Linked DNA regions of Sus scrofa: region 2 is linked to region 1. Evidence: chromatin contacts called from public HiChIP or PLAC-seq data. All regions are on one chromosome and are shown on one strand. Each heading gives the region's core, a stretch centred on a gene start, on an enhancer-like site or on the middle of the called end of the contact. The rest is flanking DNA. Distances are from core to core; before and after follow the strand shown.

Region 1 (7,324 bases), core at 3,233-5,732:
ACTAAGCTCTCATACTGTAGAGTATGGGGGCCTCTGAAAAATTAAGACACCTCTTTGGGAATTAAATATAACTTTAATATCTCATTATGGTTTTCACTAATTGCACTTAATTATTCTGCCTGGTGTTGCCAAGCCTATAAAATGAGAGTAAGTGTTCTCTGCCTCGAAGACCTGGAGGCGCTGCATGGGACGATGCTGTGTTGCGTTGCATCTAGACAGCCATGGAGGCTGCACGGCTCATGATCTGTGGTGTGATCACTGGCCTGAGATCTAAAGTTTCCAAGTTTTCAAAGTTTCCCATACGTGCAACTGGGCTTGACTGGAATTGAGGCACATATTTATTCATGTGTGATGATATGCTGGAAATTTCTAACCATATTTTATATTTTGACGTGCTAAGCCACCAGTGAATACAGTGCCATCCTAACAAACATCAGTAATCTTTTGAAAAAGCTGTTTCTGCTCTTTGTGTCTTTTTCCAAATGTAGGCTCAGCCCTTTACCGTCAGTGTTCCCCTATGCAGACTGTTCTCATATTTGACCTGCAGGCTTTTTCGTTTATCCCCTGGGGCCTTTTCCGCACTTGAGGGGAGACTAGAGAAAGGAAAGCAGTTTCTACATCACCACATAGCCACTTATGCACTGTTGTGGGGAAGTTTTATGTCTTGTTAGCCATAAAGAATTCATTAGAAATCGGTTGGTACTTGAATGTTAATTATTGATTTAAGAGGAACTATTTGGAGATCTAATAAAGCTTAGTAATTTACAGTTAGCTTTCTACCTGCATCTTAGGTAGACAATCTAAAAGCTTACTATATTTACATATGTTCAAATATAGAAATGTGAGAGTTAGGAAATAATTTTAATATTTGAATAGGGACTTTGAGAATAAAAACTGTTACAATTATATTAAGAAGGCAAGCCAAGGAGTTCCTGTCGTGGCTCAGTGGTTAACGAACCCAACTAGTATCCATGAGGACGAGGGTTCCCTCCCTGGCCTCGCTCAGTGGGTTAAGGATCTGGCGTTGCCATGAGCTGTGGTGTAGGTTGCAGGTGCAGCTCAGATCCCTAGTTGCTGTGGCTCTGGTGTAGGCTGACAGCTACAGCTCTGATTCTACTCCTAGCTTGGAAACCTCCATATGCCACAGGTGTGGCCCTAAAAAGACAAAAAAAAAAAAAAAAAAACCACAAAAAAACAAAAACAAAAAAACAAAAAAAACAGGTTTATAGGTTTATCCCATCTCAAGTTTTTCCTTTTCATTGTATTTTCACAAAGATTCAGGAATACGAAGGAGGAGTATTCTAACATTTTTTCCCTTTTTTGGTAATGCAGTTTTGTAATGGAACATTAGTTCTTACTCCACCAAGTCTGATGACTTTTCTCTCATTGTCTCTATGGAAAGCTCTGATTTGGGTGACTAAGACGCTGTGAACCTCTGAGCAGGCCTTTCAGGCCTAAATACAAGGAGAAGGGGAAACTAGATTTGTTTTAGTCTCATTTTGCCATAGGAAATGGCTGTGGTACTGAGTTTCTTGAATGTCTTTGACTTGGTAGCCTGCAGGTAGCTTGGCAAGGTTCCTGAATCTCTAACTGGACCGATTGCCTTGATTAGAAGCCAACTTCAGTGGTCCCTCACTTCGCAGGAGCTCTAAGCCAAGGGTAGTTCACCCCCAAATTCTAGCTCTCCATGGGCTCTGACATCCAACATATTTTCCAAAGGATTGAGGTTTGCCCTTTTCTGCTCCCCCTCCAATTGGGCTTTTCCGAAGCACATGGGTTGGCCAGCCTGCCTCTCAGACTGGTCTTGCCTGCACTTTATGTTGGAGAAATGGCTTATCATTTTTATGTGCAGATGGTGTTCATCCCTATTTTCTAGCACTGATTCCTTGTTCTCCTATTTTTATTCCTTTGGTCATTTCAGTAGGAATTTGGGAAAGGGGCTTTAAATGGATTTGCTGAAATTGTTTTGAAACAAAGTCTATAGTAATTTTTTAGACTTTTTTTTTTTTTATCAAAGAGTCAAAGACTGATCCCAAAGTACCAAAATTGGCATCTGTAACCTTGGCAAATATGGATAAACTTAGGTGTGTATTTCAATTTTTTTTTTTTTTTTTTTTTTTTTTTTTGCTTTTGCTTTAGGTGAAAATCATTTGAGTGCAGATTCTTAGGCTGTATCAACTAGAGTCCTGCACCTCATGGAATGGTGCCAGGGAAGCCATGCCCTGACCTGGGATTAGCTAACTAGAAGCTAGAAAGTGGGGATGTTTAGAGAGAATTAATATGATTCACGTGGGCTTCATTAGATGGCTCCCAGGGTTCTCTGCTCTGGTTTTGTGATGCTGCCATTTTTTTTCATTCTTGTATTAAAGGAGCTTTGCTACAGGTACATTTCACATGTACTGGCAAAGTCAAAGATTTCTCTTCGTTGGCATCTTTTCCCTTTTCCTCCTGCTCTTATTTCATATCAATTCATTTTTCTCCTTTAATTCCTTGTAACATACCCATTGTTATGTTGCTGATATCAATTTTATTTTTATTACTTTTATTGTCTCCAAGAGCAAAGATGGTTGAATATTGTTCTTTAGTTTCCAAGTACGTTGATTCCACATTTTATCTTTACAGTTCTGTGAAGGACCACAGCAGTACTATCATGAATATTTAAATTTCAAATGTAAGCACACATTTATGTGGAAAAGGAGATTACTAGAAGTTACCATTTGGCTAAAATCACAGTTGGTTATTGACAAAAGTAGGATTAGAACCCAGGTCTACTGACCCTGACCTGAACTCAATGTCATTTCCATAATGCTAGGAAATTTCTGGATTGTTTGGGAAGCTTAGTTGTGGAGTATTACCTCAATTGTGTCTTTGACTCATAGACTTCAATTTTTTTTCTTCTTGCCAAATTAAAAAGTACTCAAATACTAGACCTTACTGATAAGGGACTTGCATTGTTTCATAAATGACAGAAATTCCTAAAAACAAAATATTAAGAAGTGAAAAGGGGTAAAGATGGTATAGATGGAACTAAGATTAAGGAAGAAGTGGGGAGTTCCCATTGTGGTACAGCAGAAACGAATCCAACTACTAACCATGAGGTTGCAGGTTTTATCCCTGGCCTTGCTCAGTGGGTTAAGGATCCAGTGTTGCCATGAGCTGTGGTGTAGGTTGCAGACACAGCTCGGATCCTGCATGGCTGTGGTATAGGCCAGGAGCTGTAGCTCTGATTCAACCCCTAGCCCTTTTTTTTGCTTTTTAGGGCTGCAGGTGCAGCCCTAAAAAAAAAAAAAAAAAAAAAAAAAAGATTAAGGAAGAAGTAGAGGGATAGAAAGAGAGTGGCGGTGAGGCCTGGAAGGATGGGTTTCCATGCCAGGGTGTTAAAGGGAGTTGGTGACCTACAAGGAGGAGGGATGTGATGTCAATACCAGGTTTCACTGAAGTTCATGCACATGTCAATTGACCTGTAAGAAGGACTTATGTGGACACACCCTGGTTGTGTAATGGGGAGGAAATTGTTGGGGGAAGAGGACTAGTATTTATTCTGGGACACTCTGGGATGCTTTTCAGTAACATCTCAGAAATGTTCAAAAATGAGATTGAAGGAGCGTTTCAGATGGAAGCTGATGAGGGGGAAAAAAAATGTTTGGTTCATGGCCTCTGAAAACATGCACAACAGGTCCATTCCTGGAAGAGCTGTGCATTACATTGCTACTAAGTGCATCAAAAGAGAGACTAACTCAGAGGGAACCTACAGTGAATCCTTTTGTCAAGAATCGCCCAGATTAATCTGTTTAGTAATTCCCGCAGGGTTTTTACTTATCGTTTCATATCTGTAGTCTGTGGATCTACAGAGGTGTATGTTGAAAGCACAATCCTCATGTTCCATCATACTTTGTCAGATTCTCTCCGGCTTACAGGAAATCAAGTAACCTCTTTGACTTCTTAGCAGATGGTATCTGAAAATAGGCTTGTTTGCCAGGAAGCTTTGCATTCACGCTTTCAAGTGGAACTTTCACTTGTATGCCCTGGTCCGCCCTCCATTGCGGTGCCATCTTCTTTCCTGACTTGGTTCAGCCCCTTTGGACTGGTGGGCGCTGCATCAGGGTGATTTGAGGTGACCACGGTTCCCTGTAGCTCTCACTATGTGGGAGGAAGGAAATATGTGTGGTTAAAACATGGGAGGTATTGCAACTTCTTTGCCCTCCCGAGGGCGGTTTCCAAATCACGCTTTGCCTTTCAGTTCTCAGGCTTTGAAGCAATAAATCATAAATACATGCCTCTGCTTGCTTCTTGAAGACTTAGGCTCCTCAAATTGTTGGTACGGGACAGACATATGAGCTGAGTTTGAATGTCTGTTCAAAGTCATTTAGTCGTGGCTCCCACAAAGGAAGCTTTTAAAACATTCTGGTCACGTGGGCCCCTTCCAGCAAAGTCATTCATTCCTTTGTAAGACACTCTGGAGAGAAAGTCTTCCCATTTCCTTCATTCTCATCTTTTGTCTCTGTGTAATAGCAGAGAGTATTTGCCATGGTATGTTTTTAAGCACTGGCGTGGTACAAAACTATTACATTTAGAATGGCTAAGCAGTAAGGTCCTACTGTACAGCACAGGGAACTATATCCAGTCTCTTGGGATTGAACATAGTGGAAGATAATATAAGAAAGGGACTGTATACACACACACACACACATGACTGGGTCACTTTGCTGTATAGCAGAGATTGGTACAACATTGTAAATCAACTATACTTTTTTTTTGCTTTTTTAGGGCCACTCTTGCAGCATGTGGAAGTTCCCTGGCTAGGGGTCAAAGTGGAGCTACAACTGCCAACCTACACCACAGCCACAGCAACACCAGATCTGAGCTGTGTCTCTGCGACCTACACCACAGCTCACAGCAACGCCGGCTCCTTAACCCACTGGGAGTGAGTCTAGGGATCGAACCTGTGTCCTCACGGATACTAGTCGGACTTGTTTCTGCTGCGCCACAACGGGAACTCTCCAACTATAATTTAAAAAACAAAAACATTGTGCTCTTCCTGACACACTCCCTTCAGTAAGAGAGGCTCACTGTGACAGAAGTTAGGATTAGATGGAAGATGGAATCATAGGAAAATGATAACTATGTGAGGTGGTAGGTATCTTAATTAACTTGATTGTGTAACCATTTCACAACATATATCTACATTAAATCATGTTGGAGTTCCCATTGTGGCTCAGTAGTAATGAACCTGACTAGGATCCATGAGATTGTGGGTTCAATCCCTGGCCCCGCTCAGTGGGTTAAGGAGCCAGCATTGCTGTGGCTGTGGTATATGTAGGCTGGTGGCAACAGCTCCAATTGGACCTCTAGCCTGGGAACGTCGTTGTGCCTCCAGTGCGGCCCCAAAAAGAAAAAAAAAAAAAAGGCAGTGGGCTGCTGGTTGAAAGTAAGGAAACAAAGTTAGCAGCTGTTAACAATAGTTCGGTCAAGTGGGGATGGTGGCTTGGATTAAGATCATGCCATTGAAGATGGTGAGATGTGGGAAGACTTAACTGAGAGGCCTTGCAGCCAGATTACATGTAGAAGAGGAGGGATTTGGGGGTGACTGCTAAGTTTCTGTCCTGAGTGACGGGATGCTCAGGGGCAGCCGGGACCTGGTTTATCCTCCGTGAGGTGGGGAGACTGGGGAGCCTGGCAGAGAAATGTATGGGATTTTGGACATCAAGTTTGAGATGGCGGTAAGACATCTACATTTCAAAGTGAGTTTAGCCACGATGCCTATTTTTTTTTTTTTTTCAGATTTATCCTCATTCCCTTCTGTTGTCGTACCTTCTTTTTTCTCTTGTCATACCTAAACTTTGAAAGTCAGAATGTCTCTTAAAGTTGTGATATACGTCTCTCCTGGCAGATGAATGATATGTGGGAGCATTAAGGTACAGTGTTGTAGGGCTTCCCCTGTGGCTCACAACATAATTCCTCGGCATTGCTTCTCCAGTGGCTGTGGCTCGACCCCGAGCTGGGGAACTTCCATGTGCCGCAGGTGCGGCCACTTGTTTAAAAAAAAAAAAAAAAAAAATAGATACAGTGTTGTGGTGGATCTTCTGGCTTAAATAAGAGTGCTCATCTCATTTTCTGACTTGAACATGTACTCCTACCACCATGGATTACAGAACTCAGACAAACTGTTACTTCACCCACCCACCCTCTGCCAATTTGGCATCCACAGACAGAACTAATGAATATGAAAGCTTTTCCTTGGCAAAAGTTGTAAATTCTTTTTTGAGAGGCTCATTTACTAAAGATTTTTTAGGGTTTCTTCAGACCCTTGAATGTAATAGGTAAGCAATCATATTTACTCATTTTGGATTTTGGTTTTATTATCTGGCATGGATTTTGCATGCCTATTTTACTTTAAAGACTATTTTTTCCCTAGAAAGTTTCGTACCTTTCAGGTATTAAGGTTGCTATTATTTAGACTCTCTCCTCATCTCGTTTTGTTCCCTTGGATTGGTGGGTCATAGAGGGAAAAGGTATTATGACATCATATTCAAGATGGATGAGGGGGAAAAGAGGTGTGGGCAATGACGTTTTATAAGTTTTAATGATCTTTTCTCCTTCCTTCTGGAAAGTCAACCAACCCATGTTTATGTATGATAACCTTGGCAAATGTAAAATTTCCTAGCCTTGGTTCCTTTTGTGTCACTTTTCTGTTGCATAAAAATTACCCCAAAACCAAAAACTTTAAAATAATAAACAGGCACTCCCACTGTGGCTCAGCAGTATCGAACCTGACTAGTATCCATGAGGACAAAGGTTCGATCCCTGGCCTTGCTCAGTGGGTTAAGGATCCGATGTTGCTGTGAGCTGTGGTATAGATCTCAGATTTGGTGTTGCTGTGGCTGTGGCATAGGCCAGCAGGTACAGCTCCAAGTCTTAACCTGGGGACTTCCATATGCCAAGGATGTGGCCGTAAAAAGACTGAAAAAAAAAAAAAAAAGGATTAAAAAAACAAAAACAAAACCAGCATTCATTTATTATCTCACAGTGTCTGAGGAGAGGAATCCACGGCTGGCTGAGCTGGGTGGTTTTGGCTCAGGGTCTCTCAGAAGGGACAGTCTAGCTACAGCCACCCAAAGGTCTGACTGAGGTTGGAAAATCCCTCCTTGGATGGCTCACGTGCATGGCTGTAGGCAGGAGCCCAACTTGCTTTCCTTACCATTGGGGCCTCCCTGCAGGGTTGCCCAAGTGTTCGGGTGACATGGCAGCAGGTTCCCCCAGAGGGAGAGATGGAGAGAGTGGCAGGAGTGAGGGGACGGGTATCCCGTTATCCACTCCAGGATTT
Region 2 (7,324 bases), core at 1,333-3,832, 150 kb before region 1:
GTCTACTCAGTCTCCTAAGTTCATAGTCAACCTTCTCTCCCTTCTTACTCCCTGTATCAAGTCTGGTTGAATATGCCTACTTACTGAATGTCACCTAAGTTTATTCTTTCCTTTCAGACTCCCCAGGGTAATGGCTCAGTTCCACCCGTCTTGCCGCTTTCTTGAGTTATAGCAGCAACTTTCAGACTGGTCTCACCATATCAAGGCTCTGGCCCTGGGCCTTGGACATCCACTGTTACCAGACAAATAGCTCTAGAAGCCACATCTGCACAAAGGACCTGCAGGGCAGTGCAGTTATTCTGTAGGATGCTATAATAGTGGATACATGTCATTGTATTTGTCCAGCACCCTAGAATGTATAACCCTGATGTACACTGTGAACTTTGGGCGATAATGTTGTATCTATGTTGATTCAGTTGTAACAAGTGTTGCAATATGGTGAGGGAAGTGAATAATAGCAGCCGCTAGGCATGCCTGAGGCCTGAGGGGATGTGGGAATCCTCTGCCCCCTCCCGTCAGTTTTGCTGGGAACCTAAAATTACTGAGATTAAAAAGTCTATTAAGACAACTACCCATCTGATCCTTTGCTCAAGACTGTGCAGGGACCAGCTGGGCTCCCCCCATCCCCATCTCTCACTGCCTCCTTCTGGGGGATAATGCTGACACCCCCACACTGTCCTTCCTCCTTCCTTGTCCAGCCACCTGCCATGTGGATGGGTCTCAGTGGGCCCTGCTCAGCCCTCTGCACCACAGAGCACCTGGAGGCTGGTGCGGGAGTTGGGTGGGCATCCATTCATCCTCACCCCACATAGTCACACCCATTCTGCCCCCTCCCCAGAGTTCTGCTTACGCTCACCCTCTCTAACACGGGTTCAGGTGGAAAGGTCTTGTCAGGCTGTGGGATCTTAGGCCCACTTCAGAAGTAAGGACACTCTTCATTTGATCAATCTCGTCTTATTTTCTGAGCATGGATAGTGCAGATGACAACGAGTGGGGCTTCACAAAAGAAGTCAGAGGAAGAACAGGTGACTCGCAAATTCAAATCCATGTCAGGAGAAGCCAAAGTGCAACAGCGCACTTCTGAAGCCAACAGACAAGATGACTCAGTGAAGGGGCCCAAAAGACAAAGACCCGTGAAAAGTGACAGAACATCCTGTCCAAAGATGCTGCAGTGTTGTGACAGTGGAAGACCTCAGAAAAAGTAGTAACTGACTGTTTGCTCTCTTAGCTCCTAACTGCTGCCTATCAACTTGATTCACAGAGACGTGAATGGCTGGGTGCCAGCAGTTAAACCTGACGCCAGAGGCCAGAAGTTAGATGGATATAAGAAACTCTGCCAACACAGTTCCCCCACCAAAGAGCACTACCAGCACAGGAAAGGTGACCAGGATACCATGGGCATCAGAAAGCCAATTAAAGATGGACAAGGGGGAACTGCCTCTGGGAAGTTCTGATAAAAAGATGGGCCTGATTCTCCTGAAGGGGCTGCTCATACTGAGAAGGGGGCGGCAGCCCTGCTGCTCCCCTTGGGGGAGTCCAGAGGAGCGGATCAGCCTCTGACCTGGGTAGCCATGTCGATCTGCTGGAGCAGAATTGCAGCCGTAGCCAGAAGACCGAGGCCAGGGAATCAGCCTGTGGGCCCAGTGTGTACGTGGTCCAGAGGCCAAGTCTCCCTGTGATACAGGGGCAGGGGTCATTTGCAGTTTCAGGGTATCCAGGCATCGGCTCTTCAAGGATGAAGGAGGGTGTCTGCACTGTTTTGCCACCTGCCAGCGAACGTTCCCCCCCGACACCTGGAGGACAATGTGCTGTGCTCCGAATATGTTCACAGGCATAAGGTACTAGTGAAAAGCCTGCAAGGAGGTTACAATCAGGAGAGAGGGGCCAGCTATGACCATAATTAACGATAGAGAGGGAATTACAATCAACTTCGTGGTACCCTTTGACACATAAACGCTGGGCTTCCCCCCAATCTCCAGGCTTCTTACTGCTGCACAGACTGGCCAGTGACATGAACACAAGCCTGTGACCTGCTTGACAATAAGCAGAAATGGAAGTGGCTCTCCCCCCAGAGATGCCCAGCCCCAAGGGAGCAGAGAAGGGAGATGGGCAAGTTTATAAAAAAAAATAATCCCATTCCATAGGTGAATGTATCTGCAAGAACCTGAATGAAATGAATTTTGAGATGGGGCTCAGAGAAAAACAAACTTGGTTATGTGCTCCTTCACCAAGGATTCTGCCTGGCCACCACCAGGAATGAGACAAGTGTTTCTGGATGTCAAACAACAGATCACTGATAATATTCTTGCCCAAGGTTTCATAGGACTCTATTCCCAAGGCAGCAGTTGGTCTTGATAACACCTGTTGTCTCGGCATAAAGCAAGTGCTGATTAAGGCCCTGTGTCCCTCGCCTGCATAGACCCAAGTCCTCGGACACATCTTGATGTTCATAATTTTAATGTTCTTTTCCTTAAACAGGCCCCCACGTTGTGCACAGGTCAAAGTGCACAGGCCTGGGTGTGCCCTGCCGTAGGGCGGGGGCGGGGTGGTTCCGTGCCTGGTGAGCAGATTATTGATGATTCTCTTCCTCTTCAAAGAGGAACTAAAGGGGACAGAGCAGGAAGGGGAGGGCTGGAGGAGCAAGGCTGGGCATTTCCTCATACAACCCAGTCCAGATGCAGTCTTAGTGAAACTAGCAGAAAAGGGTGGGTTTTTTTCTTTGCATCCTGATCATTTTTCTTGAAGCTGCTGAGAAATGTTTGTTCCTAAATAACTACGTCAAGCATTTCAAAGAGCAACAAGTGTTAGGCTTTTTTCATGATGTGCCCAACATACTACCCCGGGAAGGGATTGTTTTCTTCCGCTCTCATTTTGGGAGTTCACAGAGGATGTCGAGAAGAGTTGCTCCTTTCCCAGTTTACTGCTACCTAAGTGACTGCGCTGAGGTTTCCCATGTGCCCAGGCACAGCTCTTTCTCTTCCCAGTTCTATCCTCAGCCAGATAAACAGGTCGGTGAATACAAGCTCCCGACACCCCAACACATGCTTGTGCCAATTGACATTTTGTCAATGAGTGGACAAAAGTCGCCAGTGTAGTTCATGTCTGTGGGACCCCAGGAAGGGGGGACGGTGTTCCTACATTTCTCATCTCCCAATTCTCCTCTCCCCCAGGCGAGCACCGTGTTCATTATCACAGGGCTTATCGTTTTGTGATCTTCTCCTGTTCTTATGTTTATGGTTTTAGACAGTGTAATACCCGTGAGAGTAGAGACAGTTCCCATTTAACATGGAGTATACGGTTATGGAATTCATCCCTCCATCCATATATACAGACAGGTCTGCTCAGAAAATATCTATCCACTGTTTTCCTGTAAACCTCTGGTGACTTAGAGAGGAGCAAAAGAACAGCCATGTTGTGCCCTCCTGGAACGTAGACCAGTTGGAATGTGTGTCCTACTGACCCATCTCACCCTTTCATCCCTCCGCCCCCTGCCTCCCCGAGTCCCCCGAGTCAGAGATGTGAACACAAGAGGGAAAGGCACTTACTCTGGCACTTCTCCAAAGCCTTCCAGAGGCTGTGCTTCTGCGGCGTAGATCTTGGCATAGCATCTGGCAGTGTTTTGAACATAGCATTCCTAGATCACCCAATACACGGAAAAGCCCAGGGATTAGAAGAAAATCAGAGATTGCTGCCTGGAAAGGCTCACCAGATTTCCCAACTTAGATGAAGCCAGTGGAGCCCCAGACCCACCCCTGGGCTGGAGACACGGAAGCAACAATGAAGGCAGCCTAGAGCTGGCCACTTGCAGAGGAGCTCTGAAACTTGAAGGTTCACTTGACGGTCAAGGGGTCTCTGGGGCTGAGTGTCCCTGAACTGTAAAATGTCTGGAACGAACCCACGGGGCTGAAGTTCACCCCCCTGAGCTAAGGGGACTGGCCCCTGGGCAGGATACCAGATAAAGCACGGGGACTGCTGGGTCTCCCAGAGTTCTCCCATCTGAGGTTCTTCAAAAGGCGTAATTTGAATTGTAAGTAGTGAACACTTTGCCAAGATTGTTGGCTTAGGAAAAGCAAACTGGGTTCTGCTTTCCATACTGGACAGCTTTTCGGAGTAGGAGGCTGGAGGCTGGGGGATTTTCCATGCCTGGACCAGACAGCCCTTGAGATGGAAGGAGTACAAAGCCAAAGAACAAAGATGGACAGATCTGGAGGAGAAATGAATGCAACTGACAGAATCCTCTGCTTGGAAAAGAAGGGCTGTCTTTATGAGCACCAAGTCCTACACGGCATTGCCACATCAGAGGCAATCATGGACAGGTCAAGTTTGAGAACACCCAGGAGACCCATGTGAGTTTAGCCTATTCATTTTATACGTTAAAAAAAAATTTAAGAGGCACCTGTTTTGTGAAAGAGCTAAACCTAGCTCTGGCATCAAGTGAAATTCATGGACCAAGGTTGTCGGGGAGAAGCTCGTATTCTCGTCCTCTCTCCTCTTGCCTTGAGGTACTAACTCTTAACATAGGCCGGAACTCAAGAGACTTGGGTCAATCACACTTCTTAGTTTATGGGTGGACGATGACCTAACTCAGGGAGGCAGGAAATAGGACAAAACGCTGACCCTCTGCATATGCCCCACCTCCTTCTTCCCTAAAACAAAAACACTCCAGAAGCTACTCTGACTTTAGCTTTCCTTGGGAGTTTTGGCATCCGTGTGGCTTAGAACCCCCACTTTTAATATCATCCTGTGTCCAAGTAGATTCACCCTCAGGGATCTGATGGGGCTTCCTAGGAAGTGATCCCAGTCCAGGTGGGGCACTTCCAGACATAGACTGGTCCCAACTGGCTGGCATGAGGCCAAGAAATCATTCAGACCTGAGACACAATCTCCAGTACTTAGCCTTCATCTAGTGGCTTCCTTATGACCACACCCCAAGGGGAGAAACACGCTCCCATCAATTCTGAGTCTGATTTTTAGCTCACGTCATCAGGTCCATCTCACACCTCAAGCAACACATTTAGGGCAGGTGGACCCACCTGGGCAGCAAGTTTGTAGTTCCTCTGGATGAGCTCATCGTTGTTTCTGGTCCCGTAGGCGACAGCGTTGTGTACCTTGAGCACACAGGCATGACCAGGCTCGAAGACCGGCATGAGACCTTGCATCACTGTGCTTCGGAAGGCCTTCCGGTGGACCCCTTCCCCGAAATGCAGCTGCTCCGTGGCAATTTGACCACGCAGGTGGCCCCCAAAGTAGCTACCATTGAGGAAGTCTTCTTCGAAAATGAGTTGACTGAATTCGATCTCTTCATATCCTAAACCATAACACAACTGCAGTTGGACAGAACCATCCCCTAGTCTTGCTCCTTGGCTAATAAGCATTGGCACACAGGGACAGGGACCAGGTTGACCTGCAGAGTCTAGGAGGAGAAACCACCCTGAACGCTGAGGCATAGCTCAAAGGTGAGATGGGTCATTGAGGAGGGTGGAGGAAGATCAAGGCGAGGCCCCAGTGGATCAGAAGAGAGGGGAGCAAAACTGGGGAGACCAGGAAGAGACCTGTAGACAGATCTGGAAAATATAAGCAGTACCATGCAAGGTAATTAAAGGCAAGTTGAAAGGATGGGTAAAATATAGAAGAGGGAGGAAGAACCAATGATAAGATCTGTTGGATCAAAGTTTCCCAATTTTTTTTCCATCGTCACCCCCTGCAAGGATTCTTTAGTTTTTCCCTAATCGCCCCCCCCATAAAATTTTAATACTACAGATGGACTGTGTATCTGGTGATGGATTGTGTATCTGTGCTTAATGCACAAATTAAGTTTTCTTTTGCCTCCCCAAGGCCCAATTTTGCCCTCTTGTGGGTGACACTGCCTCTGCTGAGAATACCTGTGGTGGGTGTAAGAAACAGGTGGGCAAAAACCATAATGAAACAAGTAGAAAGGACACCCTCCGAAGAGAAGGTGGGGAAAAGGACAGAATGATTTTAGATTTGTAGAAAGAGTAAGATTTGCGTTTCCTAACAGCTGTTTCAGAGTTGATTCTGCAGGTGTTTCAGATAAAAGTGGATCCAATGTTCCCTTGAAGGATGTTTTTGCTTTCAATTAGAGATGACCAAGCCAGACTTGTGATTGGCTGAGAGAAGAAAGCAAGATGGCTTTTAATGAAATAAGACTTTTTTTAAAAAAGGCCTTCCACTCTTAAAGTCAATGAAAACTGTCATCTTTCTGAACATTTAAAAGACAGACGTCATGAGTTATATGAAAAAAAAAACCCACTTCACTTTTCTATTTAGCATAGAGAAATATTTCTTTTGAAAACATTTTCAAATCGCATGTTTCCAGATCAGTCTCTGACCAATGTTATCAATTAAAAGTATAAGGAAACAAATTAGCATCTAGACCTAGTGTTTTTAAGAAAGAAAGGGGACAAGTAGGGGATTTTCATATAGAAGTAGGTGAAGTGTCTGTGAAAATTTTCAGAAAAACCTTCCAGGAGTTTTCACAAAGGCTAGCAGATGCCTCCTAGTAATAACCTGTTTTGGGTTTTTGGAGACAATCAGGGCAGAGAAACAGGAAAACAGGTAAGCAAATGGGATATTTTCCTAAAGAAATTAAGGGAAGAGTTCTAGCATAGATTTCATCCTAAGGAATAGAACCAGGAAAAAATTACACTTAAGTTTAAATTTTAAAGTTAGGTAACAAAACAGAGGGACTGCTTTACGCAAACCCAATCTTCCCAATTCTAGTTACATGATGAATTTGACAGTTTTTTCCCCAAGATCTCTGGAGGAATATAGGAAATGTTTTATGTATATACCCCAGAGCCCCCAAAATTTGAGCTATATTTACCACTGTTTTCCTTCAAAAATCTCAAGTTTTCTGGAAGATCCAATTCTTACGAGTTTGTTCTTTAAAACTCAAGTTTAAAGACAAAAGTCATCCCAGACTCTATGCTTAGTAATAGGAAGGAAAAATGTGTATGCCTGACTATAGAGGGGTGGGAATGGGTGGGACAGGTAGTTTCCCCAAGAAAGGAATACATGACAAGCATGGACTCCAGCATCCTGAATAATCCTGTCCATAATCACCAATAGAAGTGTCAATTCAGCCAGGATCAGACAACGCAAGAGAAACACACCTTGGAATATTTCTTTGAAAGTCTGGAGGGCTATCATTATGACAGCTTTGTTTGAATCTTCATTTTGAGCTTTCCCACCAGTTTAGTTTTATTGGATTTTTAGAGATCTACTTGTAAAATGTTTCTTCCTCCTCTAGAGAACTAGCTGTCTAGCGAGAGAGTCCTCCAAATTAAAAAGGGGATGAAGCTGT

What was found. HiChIP or PLAC-seq counts read pairs in DNA pulled down with a chosen protein or histone mark.
Region 2: a contact with region 1 is called in an H3K27ac HiChIP or PLAC-seq map of alveolar macrophages. The contact joins two enhancer-like sites. A contact is called at or near these places in 1 of 47 Hi-C or Micro-C datasets (epiblast stem cells) and 1 of 2 datasets of contacts at active chromatin or transcription factors (alveolar macrophages).

Annotation. Positions count from the first base shown.
Region 1 is chr1:162,123,394-162,130,717 of Sscrofa11.1, reverse strand. The region is part of intron 2 of MALT1 (mucosa-associated lymphoid tissue lymphoma translocation protein 1); the gene reads left to right. Among named protein-coding and RNA genes, the nearest start is that of MALT1, 18 kb to the left of the region's middle. Within about 2 kb of position 4,482, at least 6 of the 83 cell types and tissues checked have an H3K27ac peak or open chromatin away from gene starts, as enhancers often do. A contact at or near this core is called in alveolar macrophages, where this site is marked.
Region 2 is chr1:162,275,644-162,282,967 of Sscrofa11.1, reverse strand. It overlaps ALPK2 (alpha-protein kinase 2), which reads right to left. Exons shown (of 14, transcript XM_001925970.7): 10 at 5,034-5,308; 11 at 3,546-3,634. Among named protein-coding and RNA genes, the nearest start is that of MIR122, 51 kb to the left of the region's middle. Within about 2 kb of position 2,582, at least 12 of the 83 cell types and tissues checked have an H3K27ac peak or open chromatin away from gene starts, as enhancers often do. A contact at or near this core is called in alveolar macrophages, where this site is marked.